Regions from separate parts of the Mus musculus genome. Here all the other regions are linked to region 1. Evidence: chromatin contacts called from public HiChIP or PLAC-seq and promoter capture Hi-C data. All regions are on one chromosome and are shown on one strand. Each heading gives the region's core, a stretch centred on a gene start, on an enhancer-like site or on the middle of the called end of the contact. The rest is flanking DNA. Distances are from core to core; before and after follow the strand shown. Region 1 overlaps Pecam1 (platelet/endothelial cell adhesion molecule 1). Region 2 holds the start of Ern1 (endoplasmic reticulum (ER) to nucleus signalling 1). Region 3 overlaps Cep95 (centrosomal protein 95).

The links. HiChIP or PLAC-seq counts read pairs in DNA pulled down with a chosen protein or histone mark. Capture Hi-C pulls out chosen DNA fragments and counts their contacts.
Region 2: a FOXA1 HiChIP or PLAC-seq map of pancreatic cancer cells shows a contact between it and region 1. The contact joins the promoter of Ern1 here to the enhancer-like site in region 1. A contact is called at or near these places in 3 of 39 promoter capture datasets (the C10 cell line, cranial neural crest and neural stem cells), 1 of 484 Hi-C or Micro-C datasets (bone marrow-derived macrophages), 2 of 115 datasets of contacts at active chromatin or transcription factors (fetal liver and pancreatic cancer cells) and 1 of 9 other capture datasets (adipose tissue).
Region 3: a promoter capture Hi-C map of adipose tissue shows a contact between it and region 1. The contact joins two enhancer-like sites. A contact is called at or near these places in 2 of 39 promoter capture datasets (both in the C10 cell line), 1 of 115 datasets of contacts at active chromatin or transcription factors (large pre-B cells) and 3 of 9 other capture datasets (adipose tissue, liver and pancreatic islet).

The regions. Positions count from the first base shown.
Region 1 is chr11:106,658,316-106,661,647 of GRCm38.p6, reverse strand. All of the region lies in intron 15 of Pecam1 (platelet/endothelial cell adhesion molecule 1), which reads left to right. Among named protein-coding and RNA genes, the nearest start is that of Tex2, 47 kb to the right of the region's middle. Within about 2 kb of position 1,812, at least 242 of the 459 cell types and tissues checked have an H3K27ac peak or open chromatin away from gene starts, as enhancers often do. A contact at or near this core is called in adipose tissue, bone marrow-derived macrophages, neural stem cells and 1 more, where this site is marked.
Region 2 is chr11:106,486,212-106,489,543 of GRCm38.p6, reverse strand. Ern1 (endoplasmic reticulum (ER) to nucleus signalling 1) reads left to right here and starts at 1,748. Exons shown (of 22, transcript NM_023913.2): 1 at 1,748-1,927. The coding sequence starts at 1,868.
Region 3 is chr11:106,813,863-106,817,194 of GRCm38.p6, reverse strand. Cep95 (centrosomal protein 95) reads right to left here. Exons shown (of 20, transcript NM_177088.3): 14 at 2,459-2,591; 15 at 1,558-1,727; 16 at 1,387-1,461; 17 at 390-542. Among named protein-coding and RNA genes, the nearest start is that of Cep95, 26 kb to the right of the region's middle. Within about 2 kb of position 1,869, at least 19 of the 459 cell types and tissues checked have an H3K27ac peak or open chromatin away from gene starts, as enhancers often do. A contact at or near this core is called in adipose tissue, where this site is marked.

The DNA of each region.
Region 1 (3,332 bases), core at 563-3,062:
GAGGGACCATGGGAATCCTCCCATGTCGCTGGGAGTCTTTCTGCTCTTTTAGTAAGAAAGAGTCTCGGGCATAGTGAGCGACACACACTTGAGAGAGGAGCTTGTGTGCAAGACCAGTTTGGACTGCATACTAAGTCCCTGGTGAGAGAGGGAAGGGGAGAGGAAAAGGAAGGAGGAAGGGGAAGAGAAGAGAGATGAAGAGAGGAAGGGTAGGGAGATAGGGCAGTTGGCCACATACTTACACAAGGATCTGGGTTTAATCCTAGAACCCAAAGTGAAAATTTCAGTTGTAGTGGCAAACATGTGAGATCCCAGTCCTGGGGAGATGAGGACAGGTCCCTGGGGCTTGCCAACCTGCATGGTGAGCCTAAGGCCAACGAGAGACCCTGTTGAAAGAAGGGAAGGAGGAAAGGAAAGGAAAGGAAAGGAAAGGAAAGGAAAGGAAAGGAAAGGAAAGGAAAGGAAAGGAAAGGAAAAGAAAAAGATGAATGGTTCTTAAGGAATGACGTCTGAGATTGCCATCTGGCCTCTATATGCACGTAGACACACTCACAAAGGAACATTTGTACACAGGCATGTGCACGCACGCACGCACGCGCGCGCGCACACACACACACACTCACACACACAAAAGGATGTACAATAAACTCAGGAGGGAGGGAGGGAGGGAGGGAAGGGGTTTAAGTTCAACCCATTCATAACCCACTGCCTTCCGGTTCCCAGCCTGTCTGTGGGCACCCAGCAGCACAGGGGTTAACAGGGCAGCTATTATCTTCAAAAATAAGGAACTGGCCTCTGAACTGGTCTTTTGGGTCTGGGAGAAACTTCCAGCAAGACTTCTCTGTAGCCTTCAGTGGGGCCCTGGCTTCCTTTGTTTTGCTGGGTCTGAATTCTTGCTAAACAGAGCTCATTATGCTCTGGACAGACAGGAAGGCGCTGACATTCTCTGTGGGGATGAAGGCTGTCTGTTTAAGGCGAAGAGGAATGAGGTGAACAGCTTCCCTAGCTGCACCCACCCAGGCTGCTGAGAGCACTGTTGTGTGGAAGGGGCAAGGGAGCCTGTTTCATAGACGAAGAAATGGGGGGCCTGCCTTGCTAAAGCATCCAGAATCCCTGAGAAGCAGAAACAGAGGTCACGTCTCCAAAAGCCCTGGCCTGGGCTTTGTCCTCACTGTTAAGAAGTGACACAAGCCAGGCTTGGTGGTGCTTAGCTGCAGTAAGTGATCTCTGTGAGTTCAAGGCCAGTCTGGTCTACAATCCTTTAGCCCTGAGTTCCAGGACAGTCAGGGCTCTGTTACACAGAGAAACCTTGTCTCAAAAGGAAAAAAAAAAAAAGTGACTGTCTCCCAAGAGGTGAGAATAATGACAAGCTTGCTCCACAGGCAGAGTAGGACCCTGATTAAGAAAAAAAAAAAAAAAAGTTCACTGGCTGTTCCCATGGCCGTGTGTATCTGTGGCCACCCAAGGCAGGGCTGCGGGCCAGCCGTCGGAACTTTGCCGAACCAACCTAGTTACTTTGTCTTCCACCCAAAGGGGCTCTCTGGACAAAGGCTCTGAACTCCAGGCCAGTGGCAGAATGGCTTTCCCTCAGCCCCCAAAGTCTACTCTGGTCGCAGGGTGCTCCCAGTACTTGGGCTAGCCCTACCTCCAAAATAATAAAACCATCTGGCAGGAACTCAGGGCTTCCCAGTCGTTGAGAAGTGAATTTTGAATCTTGAAGCAAATAACTTTTGTTTATGAAAGAAGCATGCAGCGCTTCCCTAATAACCAGCCAGCGTGGGTCAGAAGAAAATGAACACTGAATTGCTCGGCAGGGAAATGGGAGGGGCTTCCTTCCTGAAATCAAACCTGGCAATCATTCCTCGCTTGTTTAATGGCCTGAGGAAATATCTGGACAATGAGACAGCCACTTAGCCAGCTACGAGCTTGGTATTGTTTGACTTGCTCCAATGGCACAGGCTGACTTCACTTTTTCCTCTTGCCATTTTTTGCCTTGTTTATAAACCGGGTTTGTGGCCCACGCAGACAGATAACGTGGAAGAGAACACCCTGTGCTTAAAAGAAAGAGCTCGAATCTGGACCTATGCGAAGGTCTCCAGATGGTGGGCAGAACCCCTGACTCTTACCGGTTGGGAACAAGACAGTGTCAGTGATGGGGTCCCTTCCCCACTCCCCAGGACCAGCAGGGAGATGAGTTGTCACAGGACCTGCTCAGGAGTGGGGCTGAGGCTGCTGCTGAAGAACGGGGTCCCACTTCTACAATCTTCTTGTGGGTGACTTCCTCAAACCTAAGCACCACTGCCTGTAAAGTAGAAATGGTGATGGTAGTGGTGATGCGGATAATGATGGCGATGGTGGTGATAGTGATGATAATGATAGTGAAAATGACGAAGTAACATCTGCCCACTGGGATTTTCTTAAGGGTTAAATGAGACTCTGCAGACTCAAGCCATCACAAAAAAGCCACTGTCTCCTTTAATGATCTTTTCCTCAAGCACTCTGGTAACAGTGGATACGGTTAAGAGATTTACTTTATTGGCTCTGAAATGCAACACACACACACACACACACACACACACACACACACACACACACACACACACGAAACTCAAAGCCTAGGATTCATCAAAGCCAAAGCTTGACATAGGCCTGGGAGAACCATATACAGAATTATCCTAACTAGCTGCTTAGTCTGTATGTAAGGTTCCGTCTTCTCATCAGTTACCATTTTTATAAAAAGGGTGTCTGTGTGTGTGTGTGTGTGTGTGTGTGTGTGTGTGTGTGTGTGTGAGAGATGCAGTCAGGATAATGTCTGAGAGTCCATCTCCCTCTCCTGTGGGCTTCAAGGTTAGAACTCAGGCACATCTTCAGGCTTGTGCACTCTTGCCTGCGGAGTCATCTCTCCCAGCCCCATTTCCACGATCTGCAAACTGGGTGACTTCTCACCTGCATTTCTGCAGGGATTAAGAGAACACTCAGCTCGTTCCTGATAGACTGGAAGTGCTCACCCTGAGAACTCTTTAGAAGTAGGAGTCAGGGACCCGGGCAAGGAGGTGGAGTCAGAAAGGTCTTTGGGGTTACTGGGGGACGGAGGGGGGAGGGGGTATGGGGAGATGGGGGGGGAGCACAAGCTGAGCAGAAGCAGGGCAGATCCAGAGCTGACAGCTGGCTTCTGACTAAAGCATAACAAGTCCGCTCCTCACTGAGAGTGTGTTAACTTTCACGTTTAAGTCCCCAGACCCTGCTGATGGACTAGCCCTTCCTGTCTGTGAGCTTGGTCCCATTATCCAGTGCCGTTTTCCCTAAGAGAGGGAGAACAGAGGCATCTGGGG
Region 2 (3,332 bases), core at 499-2,998, 170 kb after region 1:
CATCACACGTTGTTATCTGCTGAATGTGAGTCATGTCACTGGCTCCAGGCTCCAGGGTTTTTCATTTGAAAATCCAAGCATGTGGTCTCACAGGTCCCGTTGTCAGCTTGCATCATTGGCCAGCTCCATGGCTTCCGGGCGGGGGGGGGGGGGGGGGAGCATGCTCAGGAGTGTCGGAGCTTCTAGTCTTCCCCATTCTCTCTGCAAATCCCAAACTTATTTGCCTTGAGACTTGTGGGTAACACTTCAAATTGTGTCTGCTGCTTTCAAACTTGCCCAAAATTCCCTTCCCAAGCTGGTGCTGGCTTCTGCAGCATGGTGGGAGCTGTTCCAGGTTGTGGGGGTAGAGGCAGGAATAGGATTGGTCTTCCTAGGGACAGTTCTGTCTGTTACCATTGGATAGAGTTGACCCAAAGCACATACTGACTGGGCCCTTAGCCCAACACACCCCTAATCCCTACCTATCATATACTACCTCTTTGCGGTTTTTTCCCCCCCTAGGATAACCTTTTCTCTTCAAAAACCTGAAAATTCCAACGGGCTGTCAAAGGAGCAAGCCAGGGGAAACAGAGAATTTGCTCCGGTTCTCCCGTGGCCCCACATAATCTGGGTTGGCTTCAAACTCACTAGGTAGCCAAGGATTACTTAGAACTTCGGATCCTGTCTCCACCCCCAGGGTGCTGGGATTTCAGGTGTGAGGCAACACATCCAATATTGGGAGGGCTGGAGATGTAGCCCAGTACCTCTCTCGCAGACTATGCAAGTGCTGTACCAACAGAACTACACTCCCAGCAACTCCCTTTTTCTACTAGAATAATAAGCTACTTTTTCCTTGAGCACTGAATGTTTTGTCTTTCCTATTATAAACAAGTTCTCCCTCTTCCAACTCAGAGGAGGGCAGCTTGGGACCCAGTGACCAAACAACTTATTGGGCTCATTAGTTCTGATTAATAATCCACACCCTTAAATAGACCTTGGAGTCCTCAGCCCACCTCCAAAGAGTTGTGACACATGTCCTCTCAAGCTTCACCAGGCCACATCTACAAAGGTCACATAAACACATGTGACACGAGAGGCCCGCATGATTTCCTTATAATTTTTGGTGAATGAGTTGGCTGTTGTTCATCCCGAGAGGAACGGATGGCTGCTGGACATGACTTTCGGGGAATTCCTGAGGGGCAAGGCTAGGGAAGAAAGGGGCCTTCGGGCTGGATGAGGCACAGCTGGAGGACCCTCGTCAGTGAACTCTAAGGCTGCGTCTCAGGGTCGAATTTCCGCCAGCTGCTGAAACCCTTGCTCTGCTCTAGAGGTCGCTTAGACAACCCTTGTAAGTGGTGGCCGGCAGCAGGGAGACGGAGGGTTGTGGGCAAGCCTGGCGCCTCGGGTTCTTCATCGGGCGAGTGGGACTTCCTGTGGGGCAACATGTCATTTTCCCTTGGCTTGCGAACAAGCTTCTTCATTCAGAAGCACAGCGTCCACAAATACCCAAAGCCAAGAGTTGGTCTTCGGCTTCTAGCGCCCAGGATAGGAGGCAGCTAGAAGCTAGCACCGCGTTGGCCTCTAACCCCACCCTCCCACTCTTACCACGCCCACAAAACAACATAGGCTCCTCCCCATCCAGGCAGTGACTCCGCCTCTCACAGCCCCCGCCCCCGGGACCGCCCTAAAGCCCGCCCCGACCGGAAGAAGCCGGGACACAAGGCACTTATAGGGCTGGGAATGGGGGTGTCGCCGCCGCCCAGTCAGCTCCGTGTCCACCGATCCTCCGCCGGTGCCGCGCTGTCGTTGCGGCGCCCCCGTCCAGCCCTCTGTTCGCGCGGGCTCCAGAACCGGCCGGCGGGGCCCGGAGTCAGGGCCACGTCCTGCCATGCCGGCCCGGTGGCTGTTGCTCCTGCTGGCGCTGCTGCTACCGCCGCCCGGCCCCGGGGTGAGTAACCAGGGGAGTGCGGTGCGGGGACGGGCCGGCTCGCGGCCAGAGGAGAGTCGCGCGGTGGCGGGGGCTGGCGTCCGAGCCGGGCCGCAGCGGCGGGAGGCCCGGCGCCTGGGCTGAGGCAGCTGCGGGAGGCTTGGCGGTGGGAGCTGCGTCGGCCGGCCACACACTGGCGTCCGCCTCCGGAGGCGCCTCCGGGGCCAGCGCGGCCGAGGCAGACCGCGAGCGGCTCCACGGCCCGGGACGCGCGCGACTCGGAGCTGTCTCCCAAAGGCCGGGCCCTGGGCGCGCTGCCCACCTGCCCCGCGGTCTCCACAGGTGGGCGCCCGCACTGCCGCCGTGGCCGCGGATGGACACCCGAAGCCGGGGGAAGCGGGTGGTGGACTGGAGTTTTGAGTCTTTACTCGAAAGTTTTTTGTTTTGTTTTGTTTTTAAATGAGACTTTGGAAAGCGTTTGAAGCCGGGAATGGGCACGGCGTTTTTAGCCAGCCGCCGCTGGTTTCTGCCTACCTGACCCGAAGGTTTCTTTGTATTCGGAGGCAGGGGGCTTCCTACTAGTAATTTTGCTAGACAGTGAAGGTGTCATTAAACAAGTTAAGCTGTGGGCATTGGATCCTTTTAAAGACCCGGTGTGTGGGCCAGAGTTGTACTGCAAAACTTAAAGCTGTCTCACGTGCGGGGCCGTCAGAAACGTCTTCGCTTTTTTTTTTTTTTTTTTTGAGAAGAATATCGGTTTATATTTATTTAACTCTTTATCCACTCAGGATTTGAACACTTTGGCTAAAGAGGACATTTTGTAGGCGGACATGGCTATTTTCATCTTCTGGTTGGAAGAACTGGGGGCTTTAAAATTTTTTTAAAATGCACTTTTCAGGATGTGGGCATGGTACACTTGTGCTGGTTCTATTTAATGACCTCTTTGAAGGTACCGTGTTCCCTTTAATATGGCATATCATGTACCAGGTGTCCTGGTGGAAGACTGACATGTGTGGAGACCCGCGGGCCAGCCGCGGCCAACTCTTTGAACTCTTATGCCTTGTAGGTAAATAATTGTCTGTGCTCTCAGAATAACAAATTAGAATTTAGAGACTACTGAAGTATTAAAGAAGGTCTACTTTTTCAAATTCAAGTTGGTTTGTTTTTTTCCAAACGGAAATTTATATGCGTTTTCTTCATGGTAGACCCTAGGTGTTTTTTGTTTTTTTGTTTTTGTTTTGTTTTCTTCTTCTTCTCCTAATTAAAAAGAAAAGATGTACTTTTCACAACTAGGACCAGGTTTTGAACTTGGGCGCTTCACCTTGGGTTGATTGATTGCTGCCTGGTATCTGCTCACAGATAACGAGTATAAACAGAATGACTGGATGTTTCCCATGGAGCTCGAACGTTTCATAGTTTCCCAGCC
Region 3 (3,332 bases), core at 620-3,119, 160 kb before region 1:
CCTCACACTTTGGTTAGGCTTCGACCATCAGTGCATCTTGTGGGAACAACTCACAGCATGGTAATTCTTTGCATGTGCTGCATCACGCAAGCATGCCTTAATTTCTGTTGTCTGCAGTGTGCTCTCAAACCCTTAGAGCAGCTGTACTGCAGAGCATGTGAAGGAGGTCGAGCAACTTGTGGCTGCATCTTAGGAGGAGGGCCATGAAGACAGAGGAGACGGGAATCCACGGCCGGGCAGTGAATCACCATCAAGCACAAGTCCTGACTGCATATGGGACGTAGATTTGGATTTTGGATCCAAATTGAGGTAAGATTTATAGACAAAGAAACTGGTTCCAAACATAAGTTCCCCTTAGCAGAGCTAGACAGACAGAAAGGTATACATACCATTTCTTCCCGGGTTCTCATCTTCATCATTTTTGCACGTAACTGAACTCTGTAATCATCATAATATTTCCGGGCACGAACACTTTGATGACGATTTTCTTTTATCTTTGATTGGGTCAACCTTTGTCTCTGAATTCGGTCCCTGAAGTCTTGCTAGGGAAGGGGGAAGAAGGCAAGCAGAGGGCCAGCTTGAGCATTCAGCTCATCCCCTCAGCTCCCCACCATGAATGACGCCTTCCAGCTGTAAGCTGGGCAGGCAGGAAAGACCATGGCAGCTGCATCCCCACAGTCTGTGGAGCGGCACTGACGTCTCACTGTGCAGAGCACATGGGCCCTGACACTGATGAGCCACCATCCTGTGTCCTGTCGACTGGGTCCGTCAGATGGTCTTGACTCAGTGACCAGGCAAGTTTGAAGATGCCTTTTTAGAAACTATTTAAGATTACTATTTCCAGAGCTCTATTCCCAACTGAAGATTTTTAAGTATCTTTGGCAGGCTGACTCTGCCTTATCTGGTCACTATATTAGCTAGGGATGATAAGTATGATTTCTAATCCAAACTATAACAAAACTGGCTCTCTGCCTGGGATCGGAGACAACAGCACTAAGCTACTACTCTAAGCACCTACATGGGCTGTGGAGGTAGAGACAGAAATGGGATAAAATTTCAACTCTGCCTTTTGCTCATCAAAGAGAAAGCCAGGCAACTCATATTACATCTGAAAGCTTAGGCTTTCATCTCAGAAAATACCATCCCTAATTTGTTACTATAAAGAAGTGAAAAACAGCCATGTGGCAGGGATAAAAAGAGTTCTGCAGCCAACTGCTGGGTGTGTGTTCAGGTCTGTGTTGGTGCAGTGTGGGATATATTTTCCCAATCAGTTCTGAGTTAAAGCTTGAGATAGCCACTCACTCCCACAGGCACGTGTTACAAGAGTCTGCTGCCTAGTTGGTACCGATAAGGAAAAGGGCACTACTCTGTTTGTTCTTGACATACCAGCCTCTTGTTATGGTCATATTCTTTCTTGACAAGAGCAGTGAGGAGGTCATGCCTTCTCAGGGCTTCTTCTATCTTTAAGGAGAACACAAAGCAAGGAGGTTAATGGTCCAGTGGAGGACAAGCTCTCCCTGTGTGTATCTGTGCACTTAGGCTTAGGCAGGGACTTACTTCATCCTGGAGTTTCTTCTTGGATCGGTTCTCTCTCTGCGCTTCCCTTTTGAGTTGTTCAACCTGGGCCATCTGCTGCTTCCACATTTTGGTCAGTGTTGGGTCAGAAACATAGAGAAATGGAAACTGTTCCAGCATCAGGGATAGCAGACTGTGTTCACTTACTTTCACTGTGAGGAAATGAGAGATGCTGTTAATCTAAAAGAATTCTCATCCCCACCTGCCTGCTAAACTAAGCTAATCTCAGGGCTGTGGTGCTGGCCCTAAAAAGAACCATCTGGAGTGTATGCTACTCCTGTATTCCTACAATTGAGGCTGAAAAGCTGAAAAGTTCCCACTGCAGTCTGAGGAGTCCATCCACACCCCTTAGCAGCCTCGGGGCCTGTAGGCAGATGCTTCCTGTGAGTGAAAACGGAAGCCACCTCAGCTGGCTTGCAGGCATATGGCTGGAGAGAACTGTCCCTGCTGGTTAACAGTTGGAAGCCTGGCATTCACCTGACCTTGTTTCCTTGTACCAAGGCTCGCTCTACCTCAGGAGAACCAACTGTCAGCATATAGGGCTGAGCGGGCCATCTGCTTGCTTGAAGCATCCATCCCTTGCCTTCTACCAGCTTTCCAAAGACAAATGGAGCAACCACCACCACCACCAAAAGGTAACTAGAGTGCGGGAGAGAGACTTCTGTCGGAGCAGCAGAACCCTGAGTTCTTTGGGTGTCCACAGATGGTGCCTGATTTAAGAGCTGGTTCTGATTACAGAAGTCCAGCCCTATGGTAGTAGTAACACAAGAAGGGACTTTTGACAGCTAACTGGTGGATGTCTGTTTTCAGCAGCCTCTGGAATGCGACCTTTGTGCCCAGAGGCTGCCTGCTGGCTGGCATCGAGGACGTCAGAGGCTCTTACTCGGAGACGCCTTGCTTGACTTCAGGCGACCATCTCCTTTTGGACTTGGAGCTGCAGTTTTTCTGGAGTAAGTCTTCTGGACCTGACTCCGTTTGGAAGTTCCTTTAGGAACGACTTCTCTGTATGACTTCCCCTTAGAGGCGGATGAAAAGAACAGAGGAGAGAAGGGGGTCTACAAACGCTTTTACATAGTCCTCTCAGACAACACTCTGACAGAACAGCTGACTACCAACCACCTTCTTAATCTTGGTTTTCTCTCCCCCAACAAACCAGCCTTTCCCCACGTTAGTAACCACAGTACCATACCTAAATACAATGCTATTGACATTTGTATGGGCTGCTTTCTTTATAACCTTTTCTAAGTATATTAAGAAAACCTCAACAAATTCAAAGCATGCGTTTACACCTCCTGAACCTCTGTCCTGCTTTCGCTGGAGCGTCTGCATGTTGTTTATTTGAGACAGGGTCTATTTAGTTCTGATTATCCTGGGACTCAATATACACATAAGGCTGGACTCAAACCACGGATGTCTTCTGGCTTCTGCCTCCAAAGTGCTGGCAGGAAGGTCATGCACTAACCACACCCAGCTGGGAACCATCTTCTGAGGCAGAAAGCAAAGACTTGGGTTTCTCACACTCAGGTACACAACGCTTGGGATCCTGCCTCCTCTTTGTCAACTAAACCTATTTTAACTCTTTACAAACCAGTATGCAAGAACCTTTATGGCCAAAGTTTAGGCCTTAAACTTTCGTCCTCTTGTATCTGAGCTGGAGGACCTCTTATAGCGTGAAGTGAAGCCCTGCCTTCTCCTAAGAGCCAGTGACTGTCCTCCTCCCGCTCTGGCACTCATCGCAGGTGGAGACTTTTACCCAC